Linked DNA regions of Pan troglodytes: region 2 is linked to region 1. Evidence: chromatin contacts called from public Hi-C data. All regions are on one chromosome and are shown on one strand. The core of a region is the stretch at or near the end of the contact, and the rest is flanking DNA. Distances in the headings are between cores, read along the strand shown. Region 1 has its middle 320 kb from the start of ENC1. Region 2 has its middle 410 kb from the start of ARHGEF28.

The links. Hi-C and Micro-C count contacts between places; a contact is called where the count stands out from the background.
Region 2: a Hi-C map of stem cell-derived neural progenitor cells shows a contact between it and region 1, with 2.1 times the contacts expected there. The contact joins two enhancer-like sites. A contact is called at or near these places in 2 of 7 Hi-C or Micro-C datasets (blood and stem cell-derived neural progenitor cells).

Annotation. Positions count from the first base shown.
Region 1 is chr4:41,735,228-41,739,332 of NHGRI_mPanTro3-v2.0_pri, forward strand. No RefSeq gene overlaps it. Among named protein-coding and RNA genes, the nearest start is that of ENC1, 320 kb to the left of the region's middle. Within about 2 kb of position 1,969, at least 8 of the 24 cell types and tissues checked have an H3K27ac peak or open chromatin away from gene starts, as enhancers often do. A contact at or near this core is called in stem cell-derived neural progenitor cells, where this site is marked.
Region 2 is chr4:42,018,767-42,022,871 of NHGRI_mPanTro3-v2.0_pri, forward strand. No RefSeq gene overlaps it. Among named protein-coding and RNA genes, the nearest start is that of ARHGEF28, 410 kb to the right of the region's middle. Within about 2 kb of position 1,950, at least 3 of the 24 cell types and tissues checked have an H3K27ac peak or open chromatin away from gene starts, as enhancers often do. A contact at or near this core is called in stem cell-derived neural progenitor cells, where this site is marked.

The sequences.
Region 1 (4,105 bases), core at 719-3,218:
CTTTTTCCCTAGTCAACAACTCTTTAAGTAGTTACAACAGAGTGGGTTTTTTCTTTTTGTCTTCAGCTCCAGTTTGAGGGTTTTGTTTTATTAAGAGACCAGAGTCTCGCTATGTTGCCCAGGCTTGAGTGCAGTGGTTATTCATAGGCACAATCCTGTTACTGATCAGCATAGAAGTTTTGACCTGCTTCATTTTCGACCGGGACCAGTTCGCCCATCTTTAGGCAACCTGGTGGTCCCTTGCTCCCATATTGATGCCAAACTGAGTGCGGACAGTCGATCCACATAGTGCACTACAGCCCAGAACTCCAGGGCTCGAGCGATCCTCCTGCCTCAGCCTCCTGAATAGCTGGGATTACAGGCACATGCTATCACATCTGGCTCTAGTTTAAGTCTTTAAAAAAGACTGAAGGACACTTAGAAACTCAAGGCTGAGGCTTTTTAAGCAGCAGTGGGGCTATGAGATAATGATATCCTTAGGAGACCTTTCGTCCACCTACTCAATGCTCAGAACCAACTGAAGAACAAAGGAAAGTCAGAGGTTCTAAGCCAGGGATTTCTCTGAGACTCCTGCTCATTCTCCCGCATGGTGGAGCATCATTAATTATCCAGCCCTCTCACACTTAGAGGTTGCTTTCCTAAAACCTGCTTGAAATTTGTCTCCACCCATTTCTTTCTTTTTTTAAACTTGTAACTTTGCTTTTGGGAAACTATTACTGAGAGTAACTATGAACACACACTAGTGGGTAGTGGTAAAGAGGGCTGGGTTCAGGGTCAGACCACCTGTGTTCAAATCTTGGGCGCCCCACTTACTAGCTGTGTGACCTTGGGCAAGCTGTTTGCCCTCTCTGGGCCCAGGTTTCACAACTATAATTGGGGAGAGTGATATTGCCTTCTCAGAGAGTTGCTGTGAACATTAAGGGGATTAAAACATGGGATGCATTCAGAAGAGTGCCTACATATAGTATGCACCATATAAATATTAGTCATTATCACCATCCTGGGCTCTGAGTTCCAGTTCCTCTGCCCAGCTCACAGAGGAGAACATTCAAAACCCAATTGTTTCTTCTATACTCAACTCGCACTTCAGATTCTGTTGTGGGCAAAGTCTGAAGGTATTTTTGTTCCAAAATCCTCAAAATATTTTCTCTCTGACTATGAAGTGACCTTGCTTTCCCCTGCTCTTGAGTTAGTCTCCGTTTTCCTTTTTTCTCTGTTCCTTTTTCTGTTGCCTCTCTTTCCTTTTTTTGGGTTTTTGTCCTCATATCAGAAGATATTGCAACCTTCCATACCCCAGTATTCTGGAGGGAACAGAGGTTCCCCTCCCATGCAGATGCTCTCCTCCTTTACTTGAAAATCATAGAAATTGTTTTTCACGTAATTCTTTTTAGATTCACTGTTTTACTCTGTTTTGATTTTTTTCTTTCCAGGTCTGGCTTGCTGCTCACAACTAAAACACCTTACACACATGTACATACATCTATTTTATCCTTGTATGGAAATGAGAGCAACGGTGAGGGCGTCAGGGAATATTCCAGGATCTCTAGAGAATATTCCTAGAGTAGGTTTTGAAAGCAGAAAGGAGAAGATGTGGTGGGTGGTATAGTGGTGAGGCCAGAGGGGAAGACAGGCTTGGAGGCCATGGCAAATGCCCTTGTGCCAGACAAGGGTAAACATGTGGCCCCAGCTGAGAGCCCAAGGCAGCCATGATGGCCCAAGGAGGTCTGGTGAGGGAAGGAGACTGGTGGCTCTTTCTGAGGGAGCTTTAAGGAGCAGCACTATCTCTGACATAATCTCACAGAACTTCTAGCACCTTCCTTACCCCTCCCTGCACTGCCTCCTCGCTTTCTGTTACTCACCCCAGGGTTATTCAGGCTCTGAATTCCCTTCCAGCACCTCTCTCACTGCCCACAGGCTGGTGCCATGGCAACTGTCCTCACAGATATGCACAGATGGCCAGATAAGGCCTGGTGGCAACAGCCTGAAGCGTGTGTAACAGGACCTCACCATGGCAGCCACTTCTACTACACTCTGGGGCCCATTCCCTATGAAGACTCCAATCACGGGGAAGACTGGCGTGTCAAGCTAAGGGCAGCTGAGACATGGTGCCTGAGAACCCTGGGAGGAGGCTCATCTCCCCACCTCACTGCTGAGGAGGGAACGAGAGACTGGGAAGGTTCTGTGGGGATTTCCAGGCTGGATCAGTGCAGAAACATTCCCATGAGTCAGCCCCCTGGTTGCAGGGAAATGAGCCATTCAGTAGCTCTGTTACAATTGATCCTTGCTGTGAAATGGTGCTTATACTGCCTGTGTAACTGGGAGACAATGCACACACATTTGCACAGTCTTCTTTAAAATAGAGCAGGCTAGGGTTTGTTCTTATTATCAATTTGCAATAAATTTAGCTCTGTCATTCAGTTGACCAGACGGCTTCTTTTCATCCATTTTCTCTCTCTCCTACCCTTTGCTCTAATTTTTAAGAACTGAGGACATTAGATTCCATATTTCTACCCTCAGAATGTAAGGTGGCACTTGAAATACTAGATTCATGGATGCATTCTTAAAGCTTCAACTCTAAGTACATAAGTAATAAAAAAGATTATTTTTATATTGAAATACGTGGACTTATGGGCAAAAATGAAAGATTATCACAAGCATGAGACTTTGAAGAAGCCATTTACTTGTTGAAGGCATTTGGGCTCACCCTTCAAGTGACATATTGGCTCCCTCTGCCCTTGAGAGATTTTGGTGGAAAAGTTTGAGAACTGCCCTATGACTTGGTGACTCTTGGTGACCTTTGACTGTCTCTATACCAATTCTTGGAAGAGCAGTGATTTCTTGTGGACCACATGCCTCGCAAAATTGGGAGATATGGATTTGGGGAAAGGCTGAGCAGATTCTAACCTGATGAAATTTCAGATACATAGTTATGTAATCATAATTATTCCCACTATAGTGGGCCATATTGATTAGCTGCAATAAGAGAAATATAGGTGACCAGAGGTGGTGATGAGATCAGCTTGTCTTCACGTTGAGGACTAATATTCTTCAATATGGTTCTTTTCATATTCTAATTCTCTGCATTAACCAGACCATATATGTTCATAAATAATCAAAAAAGTGTATTAATTTATGATTGTATTCTCCCTGAATTTAACTATCTCATACCTAGAACTTTCTAACATGTGGTAAAATTGTTTACTTTGATCATTATCTCTTTCCCAAGAGGCCAAGTAGGAAAGTCAGCACTGGGTTGACCAGAGAGCTGGTAACACTGGATGGTTCACATACCATTTGCATGTTTCTTATTTGGTAGGCTCCAGGTACTTCTTTTGACCACTTTACTAGCCATGGGTTATGCACTGAGGTTGAGTTGTATATTTTCACATGCAGAGGAAGAAATAAATGCTCCTGCTGTCCTTGGGCTCCCAGTGACTGGGAAGAATGGCAAGTACCTTATTAAGAAGTTGGGCAAATGCTGACACATTCACATTTTGTGTAGGTAGGAACATTGCACACATGTTTGTGTGGCTACAGTTCACAGACACAGTGGCAGCTTCTTCCTGGTTCTGATGGTTGGGCAAAGCTACAGTCCTGGGGAGGGGGCTCTGAGATAGTCAATAGATGTATATTTAGCTTCCAATTTAAAAATCGTTACTATTTCTTTTAGCTAGGATAAGAAATTTAACTTCTTGACATATCAGTTTGCATAATGGAGAGATACGATATCCATCTCAAGAGACAATTGTTGAGATAATGCATGTGCATGAACTAAGCACAGGGTCTGGTATGTAGTAGGTGCTCAGTAAATGATAGATGTGCCAGAAGTTCTAAAACCTCCGAGGTATGTAGCGTCAAGGTAATAATAATATTCCCTCCCTCCCTAAACAAACATCAAAAGACCCCAAAACTAAAAATTCCAGCCAAGCAGAGGGCTGAATGCCAGCATATTCTGGAGACAGGGGAGAGCATCCTCTGTGCAGATGCCATGTCACTAGTCATCCCTGTGTGCTAAGCCAATGAGACACAAGGATGAGTTATTAGCATAATCTCACTTTGAAACTTCTGCTCACAGAGAATAGCACTATCTTCAAGATGGTAAATA
Region 2 (4,105 bases), core at 700-3,199, 280 kb after region 1:
CCTATCAGTAGCTCTAGAATGGTGTACAAAAATGTTTTACTCAGCTCCCATACCTTCTTCATAGAGAATACATTGAACTTCAGCTTATTTTCTACTGGAGGCAGGCTGCTGGATTAAGTTCTGCATTCAGGAGATGTGGCATTGATGTCCTTGGTTAAGCAAACGGAGATTTCAAAATCCTTTAGGCTGGAAGAACTGGGTCCTTCATCCCTTTTTTAAATTCTTAAGTCTCATTCCTTGCTTGTTTCATTTAGGCTGCTGAATTCATTGGCAATTGTTGACAACTTGACTGTTTTGATTGTTTCCATCTTAGACATCTCCATTGTTGTTAGACTATAAAGTTGACAGCCCAAATCCTAAAATACCTGGTTGGCCCATTCAATCTATTTCTTTCCTGCTTAGTCCTCCTTTAGAAGGAATGAAGCAAGATGTTGTAATTAGAATGGTGATGAAAAAGTGTGAACACACACTGTCAATAGGGGTGTGGAAGGCACAGGTACTCTCATGCGTTTTTTAAAATAAGAGCTTTATTGAGATAGAATTCACATATCATAAATTCATCCTTTTAAAGTATAAAATTCAGTGGGGTTTAGCATATTTATAGTTGTAGGAGCATCACCACTATCTGAATTCAGAACATTTTCATCACACCGAAATGAAATCCTGCACCCGATACCACTTACTCTTTAGCTCCTTCCTTCCCCCAACCCCTGGTGACCATTAACCTATTTCTGTATGGATTTGCCTATGCTAGATATTTCATTATATAGGAATCATATATTCTGTGGTCTTTTGTGGCCTTCTTTCACTTAATATTCTCAAGGCCTCATATATTCTTGATAGAGTATAAATTGGCTCGATATTTGAAGGAAAATATGTCAATATCAATCAGAACTTAAAGTACATGTACTCAGAAATTTCATATCCAGGAATTAATCTTTCAGAAATACTTCCACAGACATAAAAATAGTTATACAAAGACATTTAGTGCATCATTGACAAAGATTGGAAAAACTCTAAATTCCGTCAGTTAGAGAGGCCTGGTTGAACAGATTGTGGTTCACCTCTGCAGTGGAGTGCTATGCATTCACGCACAGATTGAATCAGTCCTGTATGGAATGGTGTGGAATGATCTCCAGAATTTATTGATAAGTGAACATGAGGGAACAAGACAAGGTACAGAGCAGTGTGTGAAGTTCTATCTATATAAAAATATGTATATGTTATGTTTATGTGTGTATATGTATTTATGTGTGTGTGTGTGTGAGTGTGTGTGCGTGTGGAGAGAGAGAGAGAAACGGTGCAAGAAGAATATCTATCTCTGGTAGGAAGTCTAAAAATGCACTAGCAGTGGTTATCTTCAGGGAGGGAAAATGGGGGTCTGGAGACAGGGAGCGGAAGAGAGGAAGGGTATTGTTTGAAATTTACTTACCAAGTACACAGATTCTGAACATTTTAAATAGAGATGTGTATTAGGCAGCCACAAGGGCATATTAGGGTCTGGGGACCACACAGGAAATCCCACAGCCTCTTTCCTGCAGGGTTTTGTGGTCAGTCACAGTGGAGACTGACACCCCTGTAAAGACAAGCTTCAGTGAAACATAAAGATCTATAATTTGAAGCTCAAAGATTTCTGTTCTTATCTTGCCAGAGGCCTGTTTTCACCTGCACAGCATTTCTACCTGCCCATGAAAGGCAGACATATGCACTTTGATGTCAAAGACCAACTGGAAAGGTAACTTTAGAGATGCTCACCCAAATGCCCCCTGTGCACTGCCTCTCTTCAATGATCCTGACCTCATCGTACCTTTTGGGAGTGGCTCTGAGTCTGTGTTTCCACCACTGACTCCTTTGAAGAGGATCGTCAGCCTTGGGTCTGGAATGTAGCCCATTAATGTTCCCCTTGACCTTTGGTGGAAACACTGCCATTTCCTGTCCTGGTTCCTCATCTTCTCTCATGTGCCTAAACACTGACCCCAAGTGGGAGAGAAGATACAGTCAAGTTCTTCGCCTTGACACTGTTCTCTGCAAAGTCAAAGTCACTTTCAGTCTTGATTTTAACCAGAGCTTATTTCCTCCCACCAGTGTTGGGATGAAAGTCAAAGATGAAGTGAAAGACAGATTGTGTAACTTTTATTTTTAAAAGGGTGTTTAATTTTGGAAGGTATGATTAATATTTCAATACTGCTTATAATGGCTTCATTTATTTTTTTCAGCCAATAAGAAGTGAGAAATCCTGTCTGCGTAGCCAAAATCTCATATAATTCCTCCCCAGCAATACAGAAGTCTCTCTGTTGCTACCTAGAGTAAAAATGTCAATACACATCATGTATTAAAATTCACCTGTATTTTCTCAACACCTTTTCGATATCTTTCCAAATTGCTTTAGTAATCTCTGGCATCAAGAACTGGTAAGAGTATGTGGCATTTTCCTTCCTGTTTGAGTAACACCTATTAAGAGAGGTGGCAATTAAAATCAAATTGTAATTTTTAAACCTTAAGGGAAGCTATTGCAGTATTGCTAAGAACATTCAGTTACCGGTATGTTAGCTAACACCTACACCCGCTGCGATTAGTGATGAAACAAACTTCTACGGACCTTAAAAAACCAAACGTCTCCTTTAAAATAATCATCCTATGAGTAAACAGTCCTGTTCACACATGTATATGAGATGTCATCCTTTCTTTGCAGTTACAGCGCTCCGCCTTGCCAATGCTGCTGAGCACTGACTCACTCACAGGGCATTTGGAAGGTGGGCGATTTGTTCCTGCAGCATCATTGCACTCCAAATGTGCTGAGAATGGATGTAGCCTCCAATGCTGCCATGCCAGCTGCAGCTTAGATCAGAGGGATCAGCAGAGGCTATTGTCCATTCCTCAGCAATGCACTTGACCTTAAGAGCTATATAGAATGAAAGGAAACCCACTAAAGCCAAATTCATGTCCTAAGATTTATATCCTTTTTAGGGATCCCACCCCTGGAACGTAATTCAGGTCCAAATCCTCTTCTTCTCCTTTCCAACTGCCACTGCCTTAGAGTAGTGGACTTATCTCCACCTGCACATTTTAGAGTCACCTGGGGCAAGGCAGGGGGCAGACGTTAAAACATACCAGTGTCAAGGTCCCATCCCAGAGACTCTAAATTAATTAGTCTGTGTTGTGCCTGAAATGAGTACTTTTTAATATCTCCCTAGGTATTTCTAAAGTACAGCTAGGACTGGAAACCACTGGAGTCCAGCACAAGCCTTTCTCATTTCTTTCCTGGTTTATGGCAAATGCCTCCTGAATGCCCTTCATCTTTTGTGCCTGAGGCTAATCACCTTTAATGTGTTATAATGATTGAATTATTTTTGTATTAATCCATGTTTGATGTAGAAAAATGAGAAAATAAAAATGAACAGAATGAAAAAAACTACAATCAGAAAAATGATACAATATTTTGTCTTTCCTACTGGATTTTTTATGTACATAAAATAACTATTTTCAAAAATGATATCCTGCTATAATTCTCTGTAACCTTCTATTCTTTGTTAACAATATATTATGGGTAAATTTCCATGTCAGTAAGTATAGATTCATATTATTTTTAATGGCTACATAGCATCTGAGTGGGTGGCAGTGCCTTTGTACTTTTTAACCAATCCTTTGTTTCAGGGTTAGGCATCTACATTGTTTTGTGGGTTTTTGTTGTTGTTTGTGTTGTTTTTTTTTTTTTGTATTTTGTTTAGCTATTACAAACAACATTGAAATGAGCCATTTGGAAAAAAAATTTTTTTGTGAGTTGGCCAACTTCCTTAGGATATATTCCTAAAAGCAAATTTGTTAAATCAGTATATCTATTAATTTTTAAGAATTCTGACATTTGTTACAAATTGGTCTTCTAAACCACTCATATACAGGTAGTACTTAAGAGTCTGTTCTTCTAGTCCTTCACTAACGCTGGCATTACTGTATTCTTTTTAAATCTTTGTTTAATCTGGGGTAAGTAAAGAATGATAGCTACCTATTTTAATTTGTTTAGATTACTAGTGAGTTTGAACATTTTTCATCTGTTGTTTTTTGGGGGAAACTTTTGAATATCTCCTTTTGCAAATATTTTATTTTT